Linked DNA regions of Cricetulus griseus: region 2 is linked to region 1. The links are chromatin contacts, called in public Hi-C maps. All regions are on one chromosome and are shown on one strand. The core of a region is the stretch at or near the end of the contact, and the rest is flanking DNA. Distances in the headings are between cores, read along the strand shown.

What was found. Hi-C and Micro-C count contacts between places; a contact is called where the count stands out from the background.
Region 2: a Hi-C map of liver shows a contact between it and region 1, with 4 times the contacts expected there. The contact joins two enhancer-like sites. A contact is called at or near these places in 4 of 8 Hi-C or Micro-C datasets (the CHL-YN cell line, the CHO-K1 cell line, fibroblasts and 1 more).

What each region holds. Positions count from the first base shown.
Region 1 is chr2:319,967,708-319,970,501 of CriGri-PICRH-1.0, forward strand. No RefSeq gene overlaps it. Among named protein-coding and RNA genes, the nearest start is that of Pik3r1, 250 kb to the right of the region's middle. Within about 2 kb of position 1,449, at least 1 of the 6 cell types and tissues checked has open chromatin away from gene starts, as enhancers often do.
Region 2 is chr2:320,152,416-320,155,209 of CriGri-PICRH-1.0, forward strand. The region is part of intron 7 of Pik3r1 (phosphatidylinositol 3-kinase regulatory subunit alpha); the gene reads right to left. Among named protein-coding and RNA genes, the nearest start is that of Pik3r1, 69 kb to the right of the region's middle. Within about 2 kb of position 1,341, at least 2 of the 6 cell types and tissues checked have open chromatin away from gene starts, as enhancers often do.

The DNA.
Region 1 (2,794 bases), core at 199-2,698:
CTGCATTGGTGGGAGAAAGACATATTTGTGGATGACTTTTAGGGAACATATTACTGAGTGGGCACTACAACCTAAGGAATACATCTTTTATGCCATGAACATATCTGTTTATAAGCACCTGTTTCAGAATGCTCTAGAAGAAAAAAAAAAAGAAACCTACAGCAAGGAACACTGAAAATGTCAGCAATTGTAAAGATGCTTTGAAGTCATAAGAGTCTCAGACTTAGAGATTATATGGCCTGTGGTTTGTTTTCTTAACCTAGTCAGTGGTTTTAAAATGAAGCCTTGGGGATTGCATCATCCAGAGTTGGGAAGAGAGGTAGGGCCTCTCTTCAGTAGGGTCCATGCCTCTTAGGACTTCCTGCTCTTTCCAGAGCTGCTTTTGCAGGTCTACCTGAATCCTCTTGACATCAATCACCTCCCTGGTCCAGGAAGCAGTTATGGACCTTCTAAGACTCTGAAGGTATGATGTCAGGAAGCATCTATGGCTGCTTTGGTAGGAATGTTCACTCAGGAATTAAATGGGGTGTGCGACTGTGGAGATCACAACATGGATATCCTGGCCAAAAAGCCATCTTTTCTGAGAGCTGCTTCTGTCATACTGAGGTGGCCCTCATTTCATGCCACAGGGACAGGCAGCCTTCCTGAATGACAACATTATCTCTGTCATGACACTCTAGGACACAATAATATATGTATTCTAAGTACATAAATTAATCTTTTAATTTTCCAAGGTGTCTTAGGTCCAGCTACAACAACAATTTGGCCTGTAGTACATCTGAAAAAAAACAAAGACAAGCAACCAAACCTGAGTCTAAATCAAGCCGATGAAAACTTTTGGCTTCTCTAAGCTTCATACATAAATAAATATTTCCCCATAGACAAGTCTTGTACATATCAAATTAAGATGCAAATATAGAAACCTTGTAATGGATACTGGAGTGTTTCTTTGAAGGGAACTGCAAGGTGGGGTGGAGGGAAATGTACACATATCTGTGGCCAATAGGAAAGCAAAGTCCTCTGGACCATCTCTGTCCACAGGGCACCTATTAGATCAAATATCTAGATGATTGCTTTATACCACCACCACCCTTTTCAAATGCAAAAATAAAACACATAGTACTCTGTCATTTTAAAATGTCAACTTATCTCTTTATGATACCTTATAATCTTATTTTATAAAATATAGTTTGAGCTGTGCTTTCTGGACTTTTAAAGATTTTTGTAATTTTTTTCAGAAATTTCTCAGAGTCAATTTCTAAGACTGAGCTTGCCCCAAGAGTAAGCTGACCTTCCACAACCCCTCATTTCTCCCCCAACAGAAGCTTGAATAATGACTGAATGACAAAGTGTCTCATTTAGTTATTATTCAACTATATTAAATTGCTAAAGTTGGTAATTGGAGCATATCTTATTACAAAGGCAAAAGTTCACCCTTTTTCCCCAGGCACAGAAGGCTTGCACATTTGAAAACTTCTGGTCTGTTAAGAAATTCAATGTCAGGCCATAGTGCATGCAACAAGTTAAACAAAGAAAGACATATTAACCAAACTTGCTTAAAATTACCAAGCATTACTTTGAAGATATTTACCAGCCCCAAGGCTTTATCATGAGGGCAGGAGGGAGGAAGCAGAAGGAAATCTTGGAAATATGTCAATATTCCCAAACTACATCAAGCATATGAAACTAAAAAGCCATCATTTAGAATATTCCAGGGCTGATATTTATGCAATAAGTGCTTGTTGCTTAAATAATACTGTTTTCCCTCTTTGGTTGATGTTCACACTGTATCTATCATTGAATCTTCAGAAATCCCACCTGAGTATGCTAAAAGTCATTGGCATCCCCACTGCTAGGCTGTTTACAGGGAGTGTCTTTTGAGTAATAACCAAGAGTACTAATTTTCTCTAAAATGGCACTACAGTAAAGGAACAGTTACCTTGAGACAATGGGAATCTGTGTACTTACTTTGATGTGGTGTACTCAAGTTTCTTCTTCACCAGAAAGTGAATACTGTGAGGACTGTAAAAACCACCACTTCTTGTGGTAGTATTCTCCCAAATCCCATTAGTAGACTCATCTAGGAAGCCAGTGCAGTCATGAGATTTCCCAGATGCTGATCCTGGAGTTGGCTAGTATGAGATCTTAGGGAGGCCCAGAAACTGGCATTCTTAACATGGATGTCAGCGATTGTCCTAGTGATATGAACTTGGGAAATACTGTTTAATGGTCTTATGTGGTTCATTCACTCTCTTTTAATTACTTAGCAATTGCTTGGGTGTTTTTTGAAGTATTAGCCTTCATAGCAAGCTCATCTGAGGTGCTGTCCCAAACCTATGACTGCAGAATTAGCAGAAGTAGAGTCTGGAAATCCATTTTAGAAGGGAGCTCATCTGGAGATCCTTCATAGCAAAGCCTGACACTCTTCAAGCTGTCCAAGTCCAGCCAATAGGTAGCCCATATGCCCATATGCAATCCTTTTGGGGATAGTCTCCATCAGTAGTGTGGAGTTGATGTGGAGGTTGGGGGCTAAGAGGTGGCTGCCCCTGATTTAAAGTGGCAATACACAGGCTTGTGGAAATAAGAAAGGAGGCTGCCCTGCAGATGGAATGACTGGGTTTAGGGACTATGACAAAGATGAGTGATACCCAGTCTTTGTCATCCTTCATAGTCTGGATATGGCATCCATGTACTTGGTTGGAGACAGTCATACAAAGGATCTGTGACTAGGTCAAGGATGGACCATTTGTGGGAATTCTCATTCAGAATTTCCTGATACAGCAATAGCCCTGAG
Region 2 (2,794 bases), core at 91-2,590, 180 kb after region 1:
CTCTCTGCCCTCCCCCATTCTTTCTTTCAGCTCAGTGCCTTACTCGGGGGACAATATTCCTTCTTAGCAGTGTTCAATATAAAGAAATCAATTTCCCTACAAATCTAATGATTTATTTTGGTTCTTTAAATCATTTTGTATGTAATTCTGTCACCACAACTGGAGCTTGAGGTCCACTGCCACTGTGAGCTAGAAGCTCCCGATTACGGAGGGGTACTGCTCCAGTGTAAATGTGGTTTCATTTTAAAAACTAGAGTGGGCTTTGTGGCTGTGGATGTTATGCATCCATGTGAAGATTTATGGAACACGGAAGCCCTGTTAGATTTCTATCACATTTGGAATCACATAGCATTAGAAATAGAGCAAGGCATTCTGTTCCCTGGCTGCTGTCCATTAGAGTCCCCTCTCTAGGGCATTTCTGCATTATTGGAGACAGTTAGACTCAACCCTATCTCTTCCAGTTCACGCTTCTCTATTTGCCTATAGGTTTAAATAAATCTAAACTAAAATTTAAATCTAAACTAAAATTCAAATAAAAATGGTAAAAGTGGTGATGAAGTATGTCCTTAGATAAGTTTTTTTTTTTTTTTTTAAAAATGGTTAAATAAAAATGTTGAGTCTTCTCCCCAAAGTAAAAGAGATAAGTCCCCTTGGCAGTATAATCCACCGGTCAGCCCAAAGGGCCAGTGTGCAGCACTCCTACAGGCAGCCTAGCTGCAGACTTCTGTTGCCATGTGGCAAGGGGACCCAAGGGGCAGGTCAGAGAGACAGGTGATTTTCCATGTTCTCTGCAAGTTCTGGCTTGGTCCCAACTTCCTGACCCTTACTTTCTAAACTCCAAACCCAAACCCCATCTCTTCCCCACAGTGCCCCCCTCCCCCAGGACAGAAGGGAGTGTCTCCCCTAATCGCCCATCTGTTCTCCCCAGGCAGCGCGCGCGTACACAACACACACACACACACACACACACACACACACACACACACACACACACACACACACACACACACACACACACACACACACACACACACACACACACACGCCAAACTAGAGAGGACAGGCTTGCAGATAAAGAGCCCGGTGCACAGAAGTGCATAAATGAAAAGCGACTTACTTTGCAGGTTATGCATTTCAGCGGTTTCGCTTTGAACTGCCAGTATCCCACCGAGAAAAAAAAAAAAAAAAAAAAAAGCCAAAGAAGCTGTTCTTCCACCAAGTGGGACCAACCCCCAGGCTCCCCCGCCCGCCCGGTACCGGCAGTAGCGAGCCTAGCTGGAGAGCGCGCGAGGCGGGGGCGCGCTGACTCTCAGCCAGGCCGCCGGCTCCCCCAGGCTAGTCTGCAGCCGGTCCCTCCGCCCCGCGCCCCGCCCAGGCAGCACGTCCCCAGCTCAGCGAGCAGAGCCCCCCTGGGTCGCGCTACTGCTCCGGGGAAGAAAGGAGCCCCGGCGGGCGTTCGCACGTCTCTCTCAGATAAAGATCGCGGCTTCATGATTAACTTGGGCAGGTTCAAATATTTGCTGAGCTAGGGATTTGGGGAGGGGGAGGGGCACCCAAGTCAAAGTCAAAGTTGTCATCAGGCTGACAAGTGGCCGAGGCAAGACTAACTTGCTCGTTTTCGCCCTAGAAATGAGAAGGGCATTCATTGTAAGGGGGTGCTGAAAATAATCCTCCTGGTGGCCATGGTGCCTGTATGCCCTGGCAACCTCCGCTCCGGGGGCTCAAGTGGCCCGCAGTGAAGCGGCACAGGAAATGGCCCAGCTAGTTCAGCAAAAAATAGAATCAAAGCCGCGTTTGTGAAGGCCTGAACCTCTCGGAACAGTCCAGAACAGGGTGCCTCACTCTCGTGTCCACCTCCTCCCACACATTGGCACAGTTGGCCCCGCAGGTGTAACAGGAAAGCCCTTCACAGAGAGCTTCGCACACCGGCTGGCCGCCCCATGCAAGCCCAGATTTTCAAGAGGTTAACTTCAGCTCACCTTCAAGGTCCTAGGACTTTCTAATCAGACTTTCTAAGAGGTGTGTCTGCACTGGGTTAACTGCCGACTAGGCGTGGCAAAAGACAGGACAGAGAAGGACATACCTCCCTTCCAGCCCTTTATTTGAGAAAGTTACAACTAACTAGGTTTAGGATTGTTGGCTGGCCAGAAAAAAACTCAAGACTTTTCCTAGGAAAGTTCCCATCGCATCCACACAGAAGTTCCCACTTTAACCTTTTGAACATAACTAAACGTCACAAAAGTCCCCAAATCTCAAAACATAACAACAATTTAGATATGACCTCAGGCAAATTCCTTCATGCTATAGGGGAGAAAGAAAAAAAAAAAAAAAAAGAACTCATCCTTCAGATGTTTGGTCCTAAACTCCATCGTCTGCTCTTAGCTTTCCTTGGTCATGGAAAGTAAAAACAGATAAGAAATGGAATTTACTTTCTAATTTTAGGTTACCAAAAAAAAAAAATGCATAGTATAACAAAACTCTGGCTTTTTTGTTTTCTCCTTTTAGCTTAAGAAAAATAAATTTGTTTTCTATTTCTATGATCGCCCTGCTCTAAAAAAGAGCTGGGAGAAAGAGACACAGTGGCTTCTTAAGCATACCTGGATCTACCTTAGAACCTCCTAGAGATTACAATGTAAATCTGATGGTCTCAGAACAAAAGTATCTGCAGTAAAGTGGTATACCCTAGAATAGTCTTCATGTAGTCATGAACACCTTGTTTCAAACAATTTCCTCAACATGTACAATATGTACCATGGAGGCTCTATAATGTGACTGCAGTGTGAGAATAATCTTT